Linked DNA regions of Cyprinus carpio: region 2 is linked to region 1. Evidence: chromatin contacts called from public Hi-C data. All regions are on one chromosome and are shown on one strand. The core of a region is the stretch at or near the end of the contact, and the rest is flanking DNA. Distances in the headings are between cores, read along the strand shown. Region 1 holds the start of LOC109062446 (carbonic anhydrase-related protein-like). Region 2 has its middle 3.9 kb from the start of trnak-cuu.

Region 1 (3,921 bases), core at 911-3,410:
AATTAATAACTTTTTAGTTTTCAGACACAAGCAAAGAATATTCTACAAAGAAAAAGTACAAACACAATGTATATTGTGAAAGTGTGGTCTCTAGAATAGTTCTATCGAATCACTAACACAATATTTCTTAATATTTCACATTCACCATAATTTTACAATTTATTATCATCCTAATTTTATCCATATTTCTATTTAAATGATTTTAGTATACTATTTATAGTATAGTATACTATTTAATTTTTGTTATAATAATTAAATAGTAATTTTAGGCAATGTCTTCAAACCTCCCCTTACCAATCTCCATTTAAATGAATATATTAAGACATTGAAACATTTGTAATGCACTGTATATATCTAATAAGCTAATGACAGGAATAGACCATGTGAGCTTTACGCTAAAGACAGTTGGTTAAGGTATCAGAGATGAGAGAAAGACCTTGACATTGATGAACTATTGAGGTAAACTATTACTGAGCTTTAATGGACTTCCCCTGCAAATTTCTGTATAGACTTATGTACCATATTTTTGACTTAATTCACATTTAGTCTTAAAGGAATAGTTCACCCAAAAATTAAAATGTTAAATTTTAATCAAGCTTAGGCCATTCTAGATGTAGATGAGTTTTCTTCATCAGAAAAGATCTGGAGAAATGTAGAATTACATCACTTGTTCACCAATGGATCCTCTGTTGTGAATGGGTGCCATCACAATGAGAGTTCAAATAGCTGATAAAAACATCACAGTAGTTCACAAGTAATCCACTCAGCTACAGTCCGCCAATTAACGTCTTGTGAAGTGAAAAGCACTGTGTTTATAAGTAAAAAATCCATCATTAAGGAGATTTAACTTTAAACCATTGCTTCTGGGCAAAATATGATCCATCCTATGTTGTAATCTCATATCAAAATCCACTGACATTTGTTTAGAACAGTTTTATACAGTTTTTGCTTGTAAACAGTGTTCTGTGCATATTTCTCTCCTGAGTCAGACAAAATAACATTTTCACTGAAGAAAGCAATATTATGGATAGATGACTCATATTTTAGCTGGAAGCAACAGTTTGGAGTTAAAAACCAATTCTTTTCAATGGTCCTGCTCATTTATGAATTCAGCATGATTTGTTGCAGCAGTTAACAACACACTGATTCAATAGAGTCAGGCCTGATGGTCATCCTGCATTGATATCTTAGACATTATTTAGTATATTTGTTTGCCCCCTCTAGCTTCATAAGCAAGGTCAAAGGTGAGTCAGAAATGGACACGTTCTATTATTAATCGTAGCTTTTTGTACCAAACCACTTACATTCTTCGTCTCTGAGGATATTGTCATGTCTTGTAATGTCCACTAGAGGTCAGTGCTGTAATCTTATGAACTCAGTGAAATAATTATTCAAAGTATTCAAATGAATTCAAAATTCTCAAACACCATACCAGAGAACACCTTCCTGATAAAATGCTTGTTTTGATGCTTGCTAATTCAGATTTCCCAAAATATCTGATAAAATATAGATTTAACATAGAGGATCCTGAGATCACATGACAACCATGTTCTAGTCCCTGAGCTTTGGGGAGTAAAACGACCTACTTATAATTAATTAGGTAGTGATTGCACTTTTGTGTAATGTGCTGTCTTTAATTTTAGAAAATTAGGGTCAAAGTAGTTTCTAAGTATAGAATTCAAGGCAATGTGCATAGTGTTCACTTCCTCCAGTTGTTAAAATATTTTATCTGGGTCAATCAGTGCATTCAGGAGACTTTTATACATCCATCTAATGGAAGTTTAAACTGTTCTTGATAGCATAATCAAGCTACTGTTGTCCAGCTGATAAAATAATATTTAGCATTGTTGAACCGAGATAAGAGTTGACTGTGCTGACAAACAACAAGGTCTTCTGCAAACTTCTAATTTAAAAGTTGGTAGAGCTGTTTCTGGACATTTGTTTCACCAGTGAACAGGAAATAACTTGCAAGAATAATAACCATCAGCCTTGGGAAAACACCACATGGGCCCTTCTCATCCTTACCTTAAAAACACCATCAGTAATATGAAAAGCAAACAATAACAGACCTTCCCTCTCTTCAGTCTCTCCTTCTTCACCCTCCCCCTTGTGGGTGGGTGTTTTTTTTTATTTAACCACACCCATTTCCTCCATTGTGGGAGGAACTCTCCAAGAGCAACATCACTCCTGCATTCCTGCCAGTGTGCACTGTGCTTGCCGTGGCCTGACTGTAAACCAGGCTGGACTGCTGGACTGTTTCTATGGTGCTACATCAGAGGCTTAAGAGTCACTGCACGCAGCCAATCAGATGGCTTGTGGGGGAACCATGTGGACTATAGTAGCTAATAGAGTGAGTTTGTGAACTTACTTTTGGTTGGTACAGAAAGGACAACTTTCATAGAAGAGAACAGGAGAAGAATACTCATCATCTTCAATGGAATGACGACTGGTTTGTGTTGGCTGCAGTCTCAGAGTGGACATTGTGTCTTTGAAGCTATTGAGTTCAATCTCCTCCACTTGTGTTGTTAAAGACCACTTTCTTCATGTTTTATGGATGGGAAGTGAGCAAACGACGAGGAAGACTTCACCGTGAAAACAGGTTTGGAAAGAACTAGTTTTTGCCATCTGCTCAGGACATAACATAAGTTGTTCTGAAAGCTGTAATTCAGTGGCCATGGCAGATAATGTTATTGAGGAGACCGAGAACTACCTTGGCAAAGATGAGCTGAACTGGGGCTATGAAGAAGGTAAGGATTCAGTGAGAGAATGACTGGCTAATTCTACTCTTTGTGAAACATGAAACTTTATTGTCATACCCATGATCAGGAATTACTATAAAAACAAAAACGATTCTTTAAATACACAGACAAAAATGTCTGTGCTTTTTGTGGTCAATAATAACCACTTCAGATTTTTTTTTTTTTTTTTTGAACCAGCAATCTATATTTTTAACTTGTAAAGTGTGTTTATTAAATAAATACATAAATAAAAAATAAATATTTTAAGCATAATTGAATAATGCATGTTTATTATGTGGAAAAAAGCAGAGGGAAAAAGTCATTTAAAACTGTATTCAAACCAAGATTGTTCTTTTTGTGAAGACAGTAGTTTATTTATGTCTAAGCATTCATTTATAATATAATGTGTTCTTTAGTAGTGAGATTTAAGATAAGATATTTACATTGTGAATAGTAAAAAAATAAGAGAGAGGAGTGATTAATAGACAGGGTGAGATGAATAGCGGTAGAGGGAAAAAATGAGTACATCCTGTATCCCCCTGTGTCTGCTATTCCTGTTGGACACCCCAGTAATGACTTTGAGACACTGGAACTCTGGCGGCCTTCATTTAGTTTTAACACTGGGACAAAAAAAATGGACCACTGTTTATTATCTGTGGCAAGGCCAAATATTTTATGTCTATGCACAACTAAATTGACACAAAGTATCATGGTGAAAAAGTTTGATTGGTGCAAAAGTTTCAAGGTTGATCAGTGGGTCATGAACAAGGACAGTGTTATCCACTCAAAAGCAAGATAAGTATGCTTTGATAACTGCATTAGAATAAAATGCTATCATCATTATAAGGTTGACTGAATCAAAAAAATGTGTCTTTTGTGAATAAATCCAGGTGTTGAATGGGGTCTTCTGTTTCCCGAGGCAAATGGAGAGTACCAGTCCCCCATAAACCTTAACTCTAGGGAGGCCCGCTATGACCCGCGGCTCCTGGAGGTGGGGCTTAACCCCAACTATGTTGTTTGCAGGGACTGTGAAGTCATTAATGACGGTCACACTGTGAGGATCATGCTCAAGTCCAAATCAGGTATAACATGCTGAAAGTTCTCTCTATGTTTGAATGTAAAGGAATAGTTCACTAAAAATGAAAATTCTGCCATTTATTTTCTCATCTTTTTGCCTTGTTTA
Region 2 (3,921 bases), core at 569-3,068, 91 kb before region 1:
AGGTCCTTTTTGTCCCTCAGAAGAGAGGATGTGATATAGGTTTGAACGCCATAAGCTAAATAAAAACTAAATTTTCATGTTATTAATTTAACGTACTAAATTATGTTGTTATATAATGGTTCATTCTTAAATTTAAACCAAAGCCATTAAATAAATTGGATGACTTTTTACACTGCTATTAAAAAAAATTGAATTATTGTAGAGGCATTTTTTTTTTACCTCGTTAGCGCCAAATCTGATTAATATAAATAATAAAAGTACTTACAACACATTTTACTTTTATCCGGCCATGCATTTTTTTTCACTAGTTACAAAATAATGAGATCCAAACAAAGAAATGTCCTGTATAAAACTTGAACATTTGGTTCACTACATGTATGCACTACATTTAATTTCCAGCAGAGGTCCCTCCAACAACGACTCTAAATCTGACTGACCATGTGCTTCCTGTTGCTCGACAGTTTCATCTGTCCTAAAGTGTGTTTTCAGACGTTTTTTCTTGATCATGGAGGAAACTCCTCAGCCTGGCTCTGTTCAGATTTACTAGTAAGGAAAAACAACAAATATTTAAGCAAGGATACATATAAGCATGCAAAAAATGCATATTAACTCACAGCGCAAGCCTACAAGTCTGATTTTGACACTTAACTATAAATGTGTGATAGATCAGTTTTCATACCTACATGTGATTTTTATCATGTGAGCCTGGCCTTCTGTGTGATCTACCCTGTCAACACTTTCTGAAAGCAGCTAGGGGCTTATTTTACCACTCAACATGTATAGTAACGGTGAAATGAATTACACAAAAAACTGCCTGAACTTAGAGGGGATCAAATGATGAGAAATAGTCTCTTTGCCCAGATATTACTGTATGAATGAATTCTCTCACAGTGGCCCTAAAACAAATGAGATTACAGAATCACTCTTGACATTTGCATTTGTATCAACATTTTATGGGAGCCTACATTAAGCTTTCACCTTTGTAATTTCTATGCTTTTTAAATATCACTTGGCTTTTATGCCTTCTTTTATCTTGTCAGGCTTCACAGCTTGTCATTTCAGAAACAGAGATCTGCTAAGGAGGACTGTGGCATCAGTGCAGATCCATGAACTGTCCTCCATTAGCCATCAGGACAGGGGGAGGCCGGTGTGGGGGGAGGAGCTCTTTTGTCCTGAGCGGCGTTATGGCTAATCTAAAGGCCTGTGATGGACGCCTCTCTGGCAGCACAGGCCGCTGGACTCCACCCCTGAGAGGAGCGGGGAGGATGGGGGATCGCGTGAGAGGGCACGGGGGGAGGGGCGGAAGGAGGAAGAAGAGGAGGAGGCGAGGGCTGGGGGAGGGGGGGAAGGTCATTAGTCAGCATGGCAAAAAGGAGAACAGCAGGACACAGTGCCACACATTACAGCCCCACCACCTCCTGCATTGTCCTCCCTCACAGGCCAATTGACTGCTGGAGGATCCACCGAGTTAAGTTTCTAATCTCTTGTGAGGGGGCTGGAGCTCCTCTTTTGTCATGGTAATCTAGAGTTTTGGGCAGGTAACACTTGTAAATGAATGAGTCCTTCACCAGAAGAGGAGATGGGAACGTTTGGTTTAAGATCAGGATCGTGTCCAGTCAATTATATGTATTGGAACCCTGTGTCCTTTGCTTCTATCTTTAGACTTCTATGGGCACCCCTGTGTGCGTGACTGCAAAGAGTAAATGCAATATTTTTGCGCCCAGCTCCATCAAAAGTGACCTTTACTGCTCAGCGTGGCATCACAGCAACAGACACCTGCTGTTCCAGTCCTCGAAGAGCCGCTAGGCCATCAAACCACACGTCTCTCGTAGCAGACACCCTCAAAGAACTTCCTTTGTGATTTAGAAAGGTATTTACTACCGTGGTTGTTCTGAAGAGTGCAGTAAAAGGTTAAAAGGAAACTTGATGTGGCATTGTTGACGGTACTGACTAGTGTTTGGATGTTGATTCTTAACCGCCTCAGTAGAGCGTCTATGTGCAGGCAGCAGCCAGAACTCAGGGCACAGACGCAGTCCAGACTCACGGCTGGGTTTGTGTTTCATGCTGATAAGAGATGCAGCTGGAGGGAAACCAGCCTCACTTGGTCAAAGACAACGGCAGAAGATGCCAGAACACAGGAACAGATGAATGGGGTCAAATGCAAAGTAGTAAAAACCAAAGAAAACTACCAAGATGTTTTATTCTAAGAAGTGTATTGCAAGCTTCTCAACAGGATTTGCTTCAGAACCCATATTTTACTTTGGACAAGTGATGGCCCCAAAGCCATTAAAAATAGTGTATTGCATGAAAATAAATGTAAAAAAGTATGTAAAATTAATCATTAAAATATTAATATCGCAATGAGCTACATAAACCATCATTTGCATTAAAATGGCATAGGTTGAAAAACGGACTTTTTATATTATATTGTTTTGACAGTTTGAGTATTAAGTTAAAATTCATAAAGAGATCATAAAAAGAAATCATACGTATTGAGCAGTTTGATCCAAGTGTTCTGAAGAGACACAATTTCTTTATATGATAAGATTTCATTTTTTAAATTCTTGTGTAGTTTTGTTAATGAAATCATTATCACAAGGACGAGGGCTTGTAAACTACCTTTACATATTGGCATCTATTTAATTTGAGCTTCTACTAAATGACAAATGAATTTGCACCAACATATTCTATATTTTGACAAACTTTGACATTAAAGATACGGACATTTAAAACATTAATTAGTCTATTTATGATTCTATCCTCACTATTTATTATTGTAGGGTTAGGTTCATTTTATTATTAGCATTTAGCACAGCATTAGAACAGTCAACCCCCCAGAACCACTGACTTTATGGTCTTGTTTACACTTTCTAATAACAGGACAATTTATCACGCTGAGACTTGGGGATTTAACATAAATTTCTCTCAGAGATGAGAAACTGTCATGTGTTAAGTTATGCATTCCTCTCCTTCACCCCCATTTCAGCAGAAGTTGAGCAAAACATTCTGCCGCAAATCTTCCTGGGCGATCACGCTATAATGAGGGTGTTTGTGTAGCGCACGAGTGTTTCATTTCACAGTGAAATACAGCCCGTCTCTGGGGCCACATAGCTCACAGACACTGACTTTGGGCAACATAGCTTCTGATGAATCATACCTGTGCTAAATAATCAGTCTTCATCTCATCTGTGTGTAAGCACAGACCAGCTAGCAGGATCCTCCGATTAAGATTGGGATTGTCTTTTCTGCATATGCACAGGTGTAAAATATGTTTTGTGGCCATCAGTGTCATTTTTTTTTTTTTACGTTTAAACCTCTAGGATTTTCACCCAAATATGAGAATTATGTCAATATTTACTCAACCTCATGTCGTTCCAAACCTGGCAACGCAGAATCCTTTCTTACATTAAATACAAAATTAGATGTTAGACAAAATGTTCATGCTGCTGTTTTTCACACAAATAAAGGAACAAGAACCAGTTACATATTTGGATATCCATTACTGTAAGTAATATTCGAGAGCTGCAGAGCATATTCTCAATAAGAATTTAAAATTCACACAAAACCTTTTCTCACAAAAAGCTACGATGTGACTTTCAGAAGACTTAGAATATAGTGTTTAAGTAGCCATTCTTTCATGGTGCTTTTAGTCATTTTTGAAACTTGCCAGCTCCTGGTCACAATTAACTTTTGTTGTTTGGAATAGAGCAGCGTGAACATTATAATAAATTTCTCGTTTTGTGATTCCAGCAAGGTTTGGAAGACTCTTTTTAAAAAACTCTTATGGATAGGCTATAAATTGTGTTTACAGTACAGAGTAATTCACAAGCCATATGTGCAATAAAGAGAAGCTTCATCTCTGACAAAGAATAGAAGACATTTGAAAGTTTGTTTCTATCAAGTGCTTTCTTTCTTTTCTTT

Evidence for each region. Hi-C and Micro-C count contacts between places; a contact is called where the count stands out from the background.
Region 2: a Hi-C map of red blood cells shows a contact between it and region 1, with 2.4 times the contacts expected there. The contact joins the enhancer-like site here to the promoter of LOC109062446 in region 1. A contact is called at or near these places in 6 of 8 Hi-C or Micro-C datasets (liver, red blood cells and skeletal muscle).

What each region holds. Positions count from the first base shown.
Region 1 is chrA2:11,131,059-11,134,979 of ASM1834038v1, reverse strand. LOC109062446 (carbonic anhydrase-related protein-like) reads left to right here and starts at 2,160. Exons shown (of 9, transcript XM_042772557.1): 1 at 2,160-2,747; 2 at 3,629-3,820. The coding sequence starts at 2,675.
Region 2 is chrA2:11,221,393-11,225,313 of ASM1834038v1, reverse strand. No RefSeq gene overlaps it. Among protein-coding and RNA genes, the nearest start is that of trnak-cuu, 3.9 kb to the left of the region's middle. Within about 2 kb of position 1,818, at least 3 of the 8 cell types and tissues checked have an H3K27ac peak or open chromatin away from gene starts, as enhancers often do.